Regions from separate parts of the Mus musculus genome. Here region 2 is linked to region 1. The links are chromatin contacts, called in public promoter capture Hi-C maps. All regions are on one chromosome and are shown on one strand. Each heading gives the region's core, a stretch centred on a gene start, on an enhancer-like site or on the middle of the called end of the contact. The rest is flanking DNA. Distances are from core to core; before and after follow the strand shown. Region 1 has its middle 6.9 kb from the start of Gm36477. Region 2 overlaps Tsc22d1 (TSC22 domain family, member 1).

What was found. Capture Hi-C pulls out chosen DNA fragments and counts their contacts.
Region 2: a contact with region 1 is called in a promoter capture Hi-C map of pancreatic islet. The contact joins two enhancer-like sites. A contact is called at or near these places in 1 of 484 Hi-C or Micro-C datasets (embryonic stem cells) and 1 of 9 other capture datasets (pancreatic islet).

Annotation. Positions count from the first base shown.
Region 1 is chr14:76,023,150-76,029,981 of GRCm38.p6, forward strand. No RefSeq gene overlaps it. Among named protein-coding and RNA genes, the nearest start is that of Gm36477, 6.9 kb to the right of the region's middle. Within about 2 kb of position 2,937, at least 6 of the 459 cell types and tissues checked have an H3K27ac peak or open chromatin away from gene starts, as enhancers often do. A contact at or near this core is called in pancreatic islet, where this site is marked.
Region 2 is chr14:76,427,126-76,434,560 of GRCm38.p6, forward strand. The region is part of intron 1 of Tsc22d1 (TSC22 domain family, member 1); the gene reads left to right. Among named protein-coding and RNA genes, the nearest start is that of Tsc22d1, 15 kb to the left of the region's middle. Within about 2 kb of position 5,891, at least 10 of the 459 cell types and tissues checked have an H3K27ac peak or open chromatin away from gene starts, as enhancers often do. A contact at or near this core is called in pancreatic islet, where this site is marked.

The DNA.
Region 1 (6,832 bases), core at 1,687-4,186:
TTTAGACGATTTCATCCATCAGGCTCAGAACAGAAACTAGCAGCAATCAGCAACTGTCAACAAAATTCACTAGAAAAAAAATATGACAGAGGGAGCCTTTATTTAAAAACAACTACAAAACGGGCAGTGTGGAAGCCAGAAAGACACAGACATAGCCTTCAGTATGAAAGGAAAATGTACCATTTGCAAAAGCCAAGAGAAATGGTCGCAAGGATGAGGCAAGGCTTTGTGAGATTTGGTTTGGTTTTATGAGACAGGGTTTTCCTCTCTAACCCAGACTGACCTAGAACTGGCCATGTAGCCCAGGCTGGCCTTGAACTCATGGCAGTCCTCTCACCTCAGCCCTCCAAGCACAGGAAGTACAAGCATGGACTGTCCCACCCTTAGGACATGGCCTTTTAAACTTAATTTTTTTTGTTTTAATCTATTTTTATGTTAGCTAGGTATAATGTGTGCTGTGTTTGTGTACTCAGGAGCACGTGGAGGCCAGAGGAGGGTGCCAGCTCCTCTGGAGCTAAAGTTACAGGCCATTATGAACAACCCACAAGGGCAATGGGAAGCAAACTGAGGTCCCAGAGAAAGACAGTAAGGGTTCTTCACTGCCGAGCCATCTCTTCAGCTCTCTTGACACCTTTAGGCTCAAGACACTTTCTTGTAAGCTCAGATGTATAGATATATGAAACAAAGCAAACATTCCCAGATAATAAATTGTACAGAAGTTAATATCCAGATGATTGTTTGATATACAAATGATCTTACCATGCATCAAAGAAAACCAGCCTATTTGTATCTACATGAATTACATCCTAGTGGAATATTATAAAATGTAGGGTATCGTTAAAATTTTTTGGAATTGATCAATATTTAATCTTTATCACCATCAATGCACGGGACTCACAGCTTCACATACGTATATAGTGTGAAGTGACAGGTGTATGTTCAGGGCCATCGCCAAAGCTTATGGAAACATCCCAACCCCAAGGCAAAGTTCACTCAATGGTTTTTTAAAAATGAATCTCAAAGTCAGCAATTCAAGAAGCAGCTTTTCTACCCAGACGTCTAACAGAATACAATCCAGGGAAACACCGCTTTGATATTTACAGCCTGAGGTAGGAAGATGATGGTAGGGAGACGATTAAGATTTTAGCTTTTTGTACTTTCACCGTTACATTTCTCTAAGTACAGAAACTTGAATGGGCAGTAAAAGCAACAGTCTTGAACCTAAGCCAAAGTGGGTCGGCAGCGTTTGTTAGCAAAGTGTGTGTAGTGTGCGTACACCGTGGGCTCGGAACCAAGGTACAGTGAATCTCGAGCTTCGCAACACGGCTGTGCTATCCGAGAACGCCTTGGATTCATTATGTGTTTGATTTTTTTTTTTTTTTTTTTTTTTTTTTTTTTTTTTTTTGGTGGTTGGTTGTAAGTTCAGAAACTTTGTTTTGTTTTTTCGAGACAGGGTTTCTCTGTGGACCCTTGTCTGTCCTGAAACTTGCTCTGTGGTCCAGGTTGGCTTTGAATTCACAGGGATCAACCTGCATCTGCCTCCCAAGTGCTGGAATTAAAGGCATGTGCCACTACCGCTCAGTGGAAACTTTTTGTTATTGTCAATTTTTCTGTGACCTGAACACTGAGTTATGTGATCCCATATGGGATCATGCCCACAGTTTCAAAAGCTGGGACAGAGGCTGTTCCTACCATCTGTCTACTGCACGAATGGGAGAGGCAACCATGCCTGACTCCTGATTGGTTGACATTTACACATGACTATAGATAATGGTTCAGATTGGTCAGCTCCAAGCAGCAAATTGAGGCTCACAGGGATGCATTTATTTTAAAAGTTGGTACAGGCAAGTTGATGCCTACGTAAGAACCACAAAGTTTAGTGTGTGCACGGTCAGCATAGTGGCTGTCAAGCTCCACCCATTTTGAATCCTGGACCCAGTTATCCACTTGGGATCCTGCTTGCATTTTAAAAGTTCACACCATGATTATTGGTGGCTGCATCTCCCTGTGCTTCTCATTCTTTTGTCTTCCACATAATTACATTTATTCTTCTTTTTCAAAACCGGATTAAGACTATCTTATAACTTGGCATTTCCACTTAATGTATCAGAAACAGTTTCTCATATCAGAATATCTAGAGTGTTACTTCTGAGTGTTTTATTAGCAAATGTCATGTAATAATGACCATAATGATGGACATTTTCATCTATGTACGTTGTGCAGTTTGATCATATTTGCCCTTCTTTACCCTCTTTGTTGGAGGCACAAAGGTCCTTGTGTCCACAGAGCACTGGGGAACTAGGAATGTTAAATACACAAGGGCCTCTCCTCAGACAGGAATTATCTGTTTTCCACCCAGAAGTCTGGGAGTGGATATTTTGCTATCTGTAGCGGCAGACCTCAACCCAATTCTGCAGAATGTTTATCCTAGACCATCTATCCTGGACATATCTTTCTTCTAGGCCATTTTTTTTTTTTGGTAAAGATGTATTTTATTTATATGAGTACACTGTAGCTGTCTTCAGACACACCAGAAGAGGGTATCAGATCACATTACAGATGGTTGTGAGCCACCATGTGGTGGCTGGGAATTGAACTCAGGACCTCAGGAAGAGCCCCAATGCTCTTAACTGCTGAGCCATCTCTCCAGCTCCTAGACCATTATTTTTAGCTCTCAGTTAATGGAAATCATCTTTAGGGGATGGGTGGGGAGGAGGTACATGTACTGTATGCGTTGCTGTATTCTATACTACCAGTCAGAGACCACACTAGATTCTGGGCTTTTTAGTTATAGAACCCACCCTGTGGTCATACATATGTACTTTGTAAAGGAGTTTCTAAGTAGTCACATCTTCAGCTTTAATGCACAGCTAGAATTGGAATAATCGTTGCCAGGAAACCTGGAAGGGGAAAGGTTGTTGCCTGGAAACTGCTTCCTTAATTGTACTGTTTTAAATCCGCTGACAAGGAACAATCCCGGAGTCTGGTCCAGGCCAAAGGCATCAGTCTGAACTGAGTTTTTATCCTTTGCCTTTCCACAGTTCGCTTCCCTGCCTCTGCGGGGTCCCCTTCACCTCTCTTGCTCCCCTGTAACTCCAGATCCCTTCGTTTCCCCCAACTTCACCTTCCACTTCACGCCTGCGTGTGAGTGTGCAACCCAGCGAGTGTCATTAGGGTTGTCACAGAAGCACAGGCACCACTGAAGAAAAATCTCTCACTCTTCCATCAACCACTGATGGTAAACAAATCTTGAGAGAAGAGCAGGGAGGAGCCCCTTTCACATCTGTAACACGGTTTCGACAAGTCCAGTCTTGTAGAGACCTCGTGGAGGTCGTCGTACCTACCTGAATTCAAGAATACAGCATTTATCCTGCCTGGAAGTCAGCACCTTTGGCTCTCACATTCCTTGTCACATTGTAGACAAGACTGGATTCAACTCAGAAAGCAGCCTGCTTCTGCCTCCCAGGTGCTGGGACCAATGGTATGCACCACCGTAGCCCATCTTTCCTCTTTCTAACAAAGTGTTCCCTGAACCTCGGAAGTGGTGACACAGATGTCCTACTAGGCACCAGTGGTCCTTTACTCTCTCTGTTTGACCAATTATGAGTCTCTACAATCACTGCTGACTGCAAAAGTCTCTTTAAAAGTTTTCTTTTGATGGCCCATACCATGGGAGATCTGGCCCTGGTGGTGTGGGTTCGTGAAAGCTGGCGGGCTGACCAACGCAGCTACCACCCAGGCCTCAATCCAGGGCTTTGAGTCAGCCCACCCCAACATCTACCCCATCTCAAACTGCTGGAGCTCAGGAAGAGGCTGGGCAACAGGATAGCAAGAGGAGTCCGGGTGAGGAACCAGTATGGATAATGAAGCAGATGCCAGAGGCCTTAAACCAAACCAATGACTCTTTGTAGTGAGCATTTGCCAGTAAAGTTGTTAGGGCAAAAGCTTTATACTTTTTTTTCTTTCTTTCTTTTTTGGTGTGGGGCAGGATACAAGGGTGGAGGCAGATATAAAACTGGGAAATGAGGGGGACTAGGGTGCATGAAGTAAAATTCTTAAAGAATCAACAAAAAATATGAAAAAGGTTTATTTAAAATGTAATACCACAATTCCCACCCCACCCCCATATTCTGGGCCCCTATAAAACAAAACAGCTGCATCTAAGAAAATAAATGATGTTCTCAAACCAGGAATATCTGGCTGGAGGGACCTGAGCCAGCCAAAGTTTGGACTGAGCATGAAAAAAAGTGACACGTTGATAAATGGGAACAGATTAAGTCTCTTTTTAACAATGCCTCTTAGCGAAATAAGTCAGCTCGTTTACTATAAAGTCCTTAATCATTATAATGTAATAATCCCTATATAATAAAATAAAATAGCTACTACCATAGGAACATTCAGTCATAGATGATATTAAATAATGTGTGTGTGCCCATGAGCACGCATGGTGACGTGCACATGTGTGGATGCCAGAGAAGGGCACCAGGAAGTCTCTCCCACACTCCACCTATTCCTTTCTGGCAGGATCTCTCCTTGAACCTACCTTCCCCATTCCCCCTACCTCCCCCCCTCTCCCAGCTAAGCTAGAAGCCAATAATTCCCAGTGATCCGCCTGTCTCCAGCGTCCCCAGTGCTGAGATTACAGGGTGTGCAGATATGCCCAGCTTGTTACATGGTGTCAGGATCTGAACTTGGGTTCTCTGCAAGAGCAGTACATTCTCTTAACCACTTAGCTGCCCTCCAGGTGTCCTCTTCTTTTTAAATAAAGACTCCACTTATGAGGGAAACCATAAAATATTAGTTTATCTGATGACCTCCAGTTTTACCTGTTTTCGTGAAGAAGAAATAATTGTATTGGTCTTTATATCTCTTTAAGCCACGTTTTCTATCTTTATAGACACTGTCAGGCACCTAGGCTATGTTGTGAAAGCGGCCGTGATAAACACAAGGGGCAAGCATCTCTGTTATGTGCTAACGTAGATTCTCTGAGGTGCATACCCAGGCTCATATACTTGACAGTTTTTCTGAAGAGGCTTCATGCAGATTTCCACAGAGGCTGGAATAATTTACATTCCCACTCACGGTGTTTAAGGGCTCCTTCTGCAGGGACCACACTTTCAGTTCCAAGGTTCTAAACCAGCCCTTTCAAAATCTTCATAGGTTTTCATATTAAAACATACATACCTGAGCTGGAGAGCTGACTCAGTGCATGCTAGACTCTAGGAAGACCAGAGTTCAGGTCCTCACAACCTTTATCTGATGCCCTCTACTGACCACGGTGGGCAATGAGCTCACCTGCACTTAGCTGCACACAGAAACAGACACAGACACACTATTAAAAACAGAATTCAAATAACCCCATTAAAATATGGAACTCAGAGCTAAACAAAGAATTCTCAACTGAGGAATACTGAACGGCTGAGAAGCACCTGAAAAAATGCTCAGCATCCTTAATCATCAGAGAAATGCAAATCAAAACAACCCTGAGACTCCATCTCACACCAGTCAGAATGTCTAAGATCAAAAATTCAGTTGACAGCAGATGCTGGCGAGGATGTGGAGAAAGAGGAACACTCCTCCATTGTTGGTGGGATTGCAGGCTTGTACAACCACTCTGGAAATCAGTCTGGCGGTTCCTCAGAAAATTGGACATAGTACTACCGGAGGATCCAGCAGTACCCCTCCTGGGCATATATCCATAAGATGTTCCAACTGGTAAGAAGGACACATGCTCTACTGTGTTCATAGCAGCCTTATTTATAATAGCCAGAAGCTGGAAAGAACCCAGATGTCCCTCAACAGAGGAATGGATACAGAAAATGTGGTACATTTACACAATGGAGTACTACTCAGCTATTAAAAAGAATGAATTTATGAAATTCCTAGGCAAATGGATGGACCTGGAGGGCATCATCTTGAGTGAGGTAACCCAATCACAAAAGAACTCACATGATATGTACTCACTGATAAGTGGATATTAGCCCAGAAACTTAGAATACCCAAGATATAAGATACAATCTGCAAAACACATGGAACTCAAGAAGAACGAAGACCAAAATGTGGACACTTTTCCCCTTCTTAGAATTGGGAACAAAACACCCATGGAAGGAGTTACAGAGACAAAGTTTGGAGCTGATACGAAAGGATGGACCATCTAGAAACTGCCATACCCGGGGATCCATCCCATAATCAGCCTCCAAACGCTGACACTATTGTATACACTAGCAAGATTTTGCTGAAAGGACCCAGATATAGCTCTCTCTTGTGAGGCTGTGCCGGGGCCTAGCAAACACAGAAGTGGATGCTCACAGTCAGCTATTGGATGGATCATAGGGCCCCCAATGGAGGAGCTAGAGAAAGTACCCAAGGAGCTAAAGGGGTCTGCAACTCTATAGGTGGAACAACAATATAAACTAACCAGTATCCCCCGGAGCTCGTGTCTCTAGCTGCATATGTATCAGAAGATGGCCTAGTTGGCCATCAGTGGAAAGAGAGGCCCATTGGTCTTGCAAACTTTATATGCCTGAGTACAGGGGAACACCAGGGCCAAGAAGTGGGAGTGGGTGGGTAGGGGAGTGGGGGGGAGGATATGGGGGGACTTTTGGGATAGCATTGGAAATGTAAATGAAGAAAATACCTAATTAAAAATTATTTTAAAAAACCCAATAAATCGGGGGGCGGTGGTGGTGCACATCCTTAATGCCAGTGTGTGGGAGGCAGAGGCAGGCAATTTCTGAATTTTGAGCCCAGCCTGGTCTACAGAGTGAGTTCCAGGAGCCAGGGCTACGTAGAGAAACCCTGTCTAAACACAAAAACAAAAACAACCAAAAAC
Region 2 (7,435 bases), core at 4,641-7,140, 410 kb after region 1:
GTCTGTTTAATGAAGAAAATCTACTCTTAATCATGGTGTAAGAACAGGGAAATCAGATGCAGCTTTTTAGAAGATAGAATTAAATTCCTTAGAGGCTGTCATGTGACGTCAGTTTTTTCCTTTGGTAGATGTGATTGAGACTTGCTTTTCGCTGCTTGTGAGTTGGCTGGGGTTTTTTTCTTTTTTCTTTTTTCCCTAAACAAGCACTGTGTTTTGTTTATTTTGTATTCTCTAAAGCTGTTAAAAATTCTTTTAACTTGAATGAAACAACAACAAAGAGCCCTCCATTTATTTTGTAATCGGAATAATCAGTATTTTTCCCACTTTTGACTGGCATAGTTATTTTCCATAAAATGTTTCTAAAATACCTAGGTATTATCTTGGAAATCCTTTGTAGTCAGCTATGTAAAAACAATCTTTGAGCTTGTAGAATGCTACTTGCTTCTGTTGAGGGGGTCTGTTTGTTTGTTTCCTCTAACCAGTTTGGTAAACATTTGCTTACAGTTTCTGTGATCTGTTTTGCTTGTGGCCATTATTAGTTGCCTGTTATTCAGAAGAGGAAAGTAGGGGCTCTTCAGAGGGGGAAAGAACCATGAAAGGGCTGGCAGTGGTCAGAACTCACAGTAGCATTAGTGACTATCTGTGTGTGTGTCTGAGAAGCATTGGGAGACAGATGAGGCCTCCGATTTTAAGGGTGGGCTACTGATGATGGTGATGATACCAGAAGCAGCACCCCCACCACCAGGAGGGGAAATGATGTAATCCAGGGATCACCAGAGGCTAGTCCAAGAGTGTCCCTTCATGTCTGTGAACCTGTCAGTGTTTGGCCTGGTTGCCTGTCACAGAACCACTTCGTGCTGACTGGGGAGACTTACTGTGACTTGGTTTCCTGACAGATCAGTGTTAGGCCGTGATGCATGCCGTGGCTTTGCTCATCCATGGATCCACGGAGCAGAGTAGCTCAGAGCTCTCTGTGGTTGAGACAGAAGAAAATAATGGCTTACTCTTCCAGGGCCCTCGAAGTTTTGCAGTAACACCTGACTGTCCGGTTTGGGGAATTCTTGATATCCCATGTACATTTCTGAGTATTCTTTGAATGACTTACAAATTCAGAATTGTTTGTTAGTAAAGACTTAATTCTCTCAATAGCTTATTCAGGTTATTTAGTTACTACCTTTTTTTTGTCTTTAGGCTTTCTTAGTGTGCCTATACATACTAACAAATAGTATATTGACTGGCTAGGAGTGCTTTGAAAGGATACTCAGAGTTGAAATGGTACTTACCCTTAAAATCGCCACATGATTATGGTGTATCTCAGTAGCAGCAGTGATAAGGGTACTTTCATGTAGTTTTTAATTTGTTTTTAATTAAGCACTTTGAGTTAGATTATGCCCTCTTGAGGCTCTGTCCTGCCTGGGAGTTGGTAGTTTCTGCCATATGTTGTGTGCTGTTCAGACTCCAATCACATCAGTGGTGGCGTTGGTGTAGAGTAGTGGAGAACCAGCACCACTGTTCTGAGTTGTCTGAGCACATGGGTGCTAGCTACTTAATCTTCTGAACATCTATTTTGGCTTCATATTTATCCCCATTTTACAGGTGAGGAAACTGAGGAGAGAGAGAGAAGCCTTTTATTCAGTATGGTGGGATCTGGGATTTGTGCATGGAATTCTTGTTTTAGGGGTTTGAATTTTGACTTTCTTCTCATGGTTGCAACAATGTAACTGACAGGAAACAGTGGGTGTGGGTGTGGATACAAATGCCACTACTCAGCCCACTTTCCAATTTCTAGTCACCAGGACCCCCACCTATGGAATGGGATCCCCCACATTTAGTTCATCCTAGAGACTGCTTCATGCCCAAAGATTTCACTTTGTGGTCCCTCTCCTTCTCAAGTTGAGCCATCCTGCTGTGGTGGCATGTGGTCAGGAGACTTCTGCTTTCTCAAAGAGTGTTGGGCGGCACTGGGGCAAAGGGCATTTTCTGTTACCACAGTAGAATTACTGACTAATAAAGATATTTTGATATAATAGAGGGCCCCTTAGTTTTTGATTTGCTGGGTTGAAAGGGGTGGCTATTTCAGGTATTGTCGTTATAAGCAAGTTTTGTGTTTAACTTGAGGCTCATTTCCTTGCTTGCTCTCTCTAGATAACCTGGTTGTATTGGTGACAGTTGTACACAGTTTCTTTTTGTTGAACACAGTCCGCTTTTGAAATGTACTTTATAAAGATGATGTTGGATGACTTTGCCTAGCAAATACAGTTTTAAAAATACGCTGCTAAGTGAACACTTTGCCCTGAGTGTTTATGTCGTTGGGCGTTTCTTAAGTATCCTTTGGGGGCAGAGATAATGAAGCTGGTGAGTGGACACAGCAGCTGTGGTGTGAGCTGACGTGCCCAGCCTGGTGTGAGGAGCCCAGCGATCTGCAACTCTCCCGGGCACCATCAGTGGGTGTTCCTCTCACAGCCTACCTGCATCTCTTAGAATCCATCACGGGCCATGTCTTTATGCTGTATTTAGTGGCGTGATGGTCAGGAGCTTCCATCAGATCTGCCCCTCTCTCCCCTTTCTCTCCTGCACTCGCCCCAGCTGCTCTTTACTGTTCTTGTCCTTCATGGAGACCCACCACACACTCCTCAGTTACTGTCTGAAGTTGAGTGTTCACATTGTTTACCTGCTAAAATCGCTAACATTTGGTTCCTAGCGAGTACTTCTTACAGTTCACGAGAGAACAGTGGATCTAGATCCAGGCCTCTCCTATCCTCGTGCCCTGTTGGATTAAGACTACTCCACATCCCAGACCTTTTAGCTTCTGAACTTTTGGCAGCTTGATGATAAATTCATAAGGGCCCATGGACACCTGAGAGGAAGACAGTGGACAGTGGTGGCTCCCATTGCTGTAGCTAACAGTTCCAAGTGTACTGCCTGGGCGTTAACTTGGAATTGTGGGAGTCTAGTCACAATTCAGAAGAGTAACTGGAGACACTCTTCTCTTCTTGTCTTCTCTTCTCTTTTCTTTTTCTTTTCTTTCTTTCTTTCTTTTTTTTTTTTTTTTTTTAGACAGGCTCTCACTGTGTAACCCTCACTTGTCTTGGAACTTACTATGTAGCCCAGGCTGTCCTAAATATCACAGAGCTCTATCTGCCTCTTGCCTCCCATGTCCAGGGAGACAGTTTTATGCCACGGAAGATGAGTAGATGGGACTGTCTGTTCTCAGTGCTAAGCTTACTGAGGGTGTCTGCCTTATGCTCAGCATAGCTTAACAGTTAAATAGGCTAAAAGCAGAAACCTTACTCTAACTAATTGAGTTGTAATAGCGTATTTATGACTCAGGTCTTTAATTTTTAGTTGTTGCAGCTTATGTTTGTTAATGAACTACAAAAGTGCTAATTTATATGAGTGATTAATAATGCAGTTTAAAAATGGAATTCATCATTTTCCTCCTTTCTGTTGGAATGCAAATTTCATTTGTTGTTGGAAAGGTTGCATTAGGAGTTGTTGTACTTAAGAGTTGTTGCAGAAGTTAGTCACGTTTTCTTTTGTTTTCGTGAATGAGCATTGGAGCTGTTGAAAGTGACAGCTGGGGTTTTTGGGGTGCAGTGAAGCCCAGAAATGAGGTGCTGGCTTAGGTCATCACTGGGTACTGATTGGACCCTGTCTGCTCCCTAATTCTCACTGTCACTAGTGGGAGGGAGTAGCTGCTGTGAAAGCTCGTCAGTTTACCTCTACGCGTGACCTTCCCAGACCTTCTGTCTCCGCGGGCCAGGCCACGAGTTAAGTGTGTGGAAGGTAAGGCTCCTTTTGGAATTTTTCTTAGTTTCAGTTATTTTTCAAGTTGTACTCAGAGTCTAAGCCCATGAGGCTTTACAGTGGCTTATTATAAATAGATCTAATATGTAAAACCAAAAGCTTTTAAGAATAGAGTCTACTCTCACAGAGCCAAGCTGTACTATATTTGAGCTTTTGAATATGAAACTTAAATCCCATTAGCACTGAGTCTACATACCATGAGTAGTGAATAACTGAGGTCTGAGTTAGAGGTTAAACACATCACTAGGAGATGAACAAACACCAGGGTGGGTGGTAAACCAGTAGAGAGGGTGGGAAGGAAAGATGCAGTTGTGACAGTTTTTGTGGAGTAACTTGGTACAGCCCACTCTCCAGGGATGCCCTCCCCTCGTTGCCTACACCTGGAGGTCTACCCATGGGGAGTGAAAATGACAGCAGCTAGCTTAAGGAGTTGTCTGTCAGTCTAGAAAGCTCTCTACAGGACTCTCCATAGAAATGTATTGTCTCAGAAATACCAAGTGCTTGCTTCATACATACCTAGTGTTTAGCAGAAGTGCTAATGATACAAGGAAGGGAAAGCCCATAAGATCTCCACAAGTCCTAAGCATCTTAGATCTTGGTGTCTTCCAAGTTAAGTATTTGCTCAATTGTTGTCCCATATATAGCACACATGACAGCTTTTGCATTCAAGTAATTGATCAACAAAGCTGTTCGTGCTGTCAGCATTCAATGATTTTATTGGAACATCAGTTTTAGCATCAGACCTGGTCGCTAGCCTTGTTTTTTCTACCTCTTTTTTTTTTTTTTTTTTTTAAAGATTTGTTTATTATATCTAAGTACACTGTAGCTGTCTTCAGATGCACCAGAAGAGGGCGTCAGATCTCATCATGGGTGGTTGTGAGCCATCATGTGGTTGCTGGGATTTGAACTCAGGACCTTCGGAAGAGCAGTCGGTGCTCTTAACCACTGAGCCATCTCTCCAGCCCGTTTTTCTACTTCTTAATTGACTTTTATAAACGAGTTAAACTTTGTTAGTCCAGTTTTCTTAGCTGTTCTGTGGGGGCTAGAATATAACCCTGGTACTGTTTGGGAAAATCAGAGGAGACTCTGTACATGGCTGGTGTCCCTAGTGTGCCGAGTAAGAAGGTTCCTTTATAGCATTGTAAATTAAAAGAAAGCTTGCCTACCAGGCTAAGACTTGTACATACTCCAGCCTTCTCAGCAAGTCATTCTGGGTCTTTGTGATGTTTGGTGTAGTTTGTATCGCCAGGGAGTGTACGGAAGAACTTGGCTTCAGAGTGGCTTCTTTCTCACTTCTACCAAGCATGATACAGATTGTCATTTTGTTAAAAACAAAACCAAAAAATGTATTCCATTCAGTGGGGACATCAGGGGCTGGTTGTTTTTCTGAATGCCATTCTGTGAGGACTGTCCTTTATCTGAGTATTTGATGAGTGCTTGGGCTAGCTAAGTTCACAGATGCAAAAGTTGTTACAAAACGTGCCTTCCTTTTTTTTTTTTTGTTTTGTTTCTAATGGAAGTGAAGGGGACTTAGGGATATTATACAGTGTCATGTGGCAATTTAACACTCCAAAGTAGAATCAGTTTCCAGATGACGGGATCTGAAACTCTGTAAAGATTGTTTTGGATGGCACAGTGCCCTGAAGACCATCTGTTCCGTTCTCAGCCCCATATGGGATGGCAACCATCTCAGTGAATGAGGCTGATCAATAAGGCGATGGATGACTCGGAATCGGGATTCTTCAATTCGGAGATCCATTGAGCTGGATTTGGAAGTTCTCTATAAACTTTCAAAATGAGGTTTGTTTTTGTTTTTGTTTTTGTTTTTTAAATAATACTAGTTTGTCACATGGGAAAAGGAAAGTTCTAGAGCCCAGTGGCTTTGCCAGATGGTTTTTGTGTGTTCTTGAGCCCGTTTCTCTTACATTTATTATCCTGCCATAACAATTGGAGATGTTTCCTATCTTATTTTTTCTAAGTATGCATTCATATTAGAAATGAAAGTTTGAATATCGCCACATGAGAGCACCACAGAGGTGTTTGCCAGATGCTCGGAACAGTGCTGCGTTGACACACACGCCCTCGCTCATCCAGCTGCCCCTGCCTTCGTAAACAGCTCAGTTATTAGGGATGGAGTCTGTATGTGGTAGGCACTCTATTCTTCAGGAAACCCAAATTAGGTTGCCAGAATCTAGCTAATACAAATGTTGCAATTTTGTTGTTTGATTTTTTTTTTTTTTTTTTTTTGAGACAGGTTCTTGCTCTGTAACCCGGCCATAGTACTTATATAGCTCAGACTATATATAAATAGTACTTGTTGTGTAGCCCAGGCTATCCTCCTGCAATGATCCTCCTGAGGCCGCCTCTGAGGGCAGGGATTATAGATTGAGCCACCATTCGAGGTTTAAAAAATCTCAAATTTCAAGGTAAAATTTGAAATTCTTTGTAGCCCAAGACATTTTTTTTTTGTTTGTTTTTAAGGTGAAAAATTTGCCATAGAAGATGTTTGTGAAGATAATGCTACTTAATATGGAGAGAGCTCTTGACTCTTCTGAGCTGCCATAAAACTGTGAAGTCAACTTAGGCTTTAAAGTATTTGCTGAACTCTAAATTTGAGGACAGAATGATTTTTTTTTTTTTTTAGTTTTTAGAAATACCACAATCTGGCATTACTTCTGAGTAGTAAGTAGTCAGTGACTTCCAAAATGTGTGAAGGATACTAGAGGAGTTTCATTTCATTAAAAAATTATTTTAATTGTGTGTATGTATATGTATATACACACATGTATTTGGGTGCAAGTACCTGAAGAGGCCAGAAGAGACTTCAAGCTCCCTGGAGCTGGAGTTCCAGGGGGTTACAGACCTCTGGCATAGGGCGCTGGGAGCTGGATTCGGATCCTCTCTAAGAAAGTTGCACGGCGCCATCCCTCCAGCCCCTCCCACCCCCGCTTCCTTCCTTCCTTCCTTCCTTTTTAATTTTATTTATGTTTGCAGTTGTTTTGCCTGCACAGTGTTTGTGCCTAGTTCTGTGGGATGCTGGAAGACAGTATTGGATCTTCCGAACTAGAGTTAGGCAGTTGTGAATCACCATGCGGTGTTGGGAACTAAGCCCCAGTCCTCGGGAAGAGCAGACAGTGCTCCTAACTGCTGAGCCATCGTCCTAGCACCTTGCTTTATTTCTCTGTGGAGATTTGGGTCGCTGGCTTGATAAATACAAAGAAAGTGGCACTGTCAAATGCACTGTGAACATAAGCAGTCTGTCTGTCTTTGGTTTTGCTTTTGTTTTTCAGACAGGATTTTCATATAGCCAAGGCTTTCTTCTGTTCGCCCTGTTTTTGTTTTCTCCTGATGGGACGGGATAGGAGTTTAGTAGCTGAGGAGTGCTGCTGCGGTCTGTCTGCCCCGTGCCTAGAACGGGAATTGCCTGCTCTACTTGCCCCATTACTGGAGTTGTCTCAGTGAAGGTGATGACCTGGGACAGCATCATGTATTCTGTTTCTTGTACTTCCTGTCTTGATTTAGCGTCTGACATCCTTGCCGCATCAGGGCCTTTTCAGTTGTATTCTTCATCTTCTTGTTGTTGTTGCTGGGTTTTGCCATAAATGGATAAAGATACTAAAGGAATTGA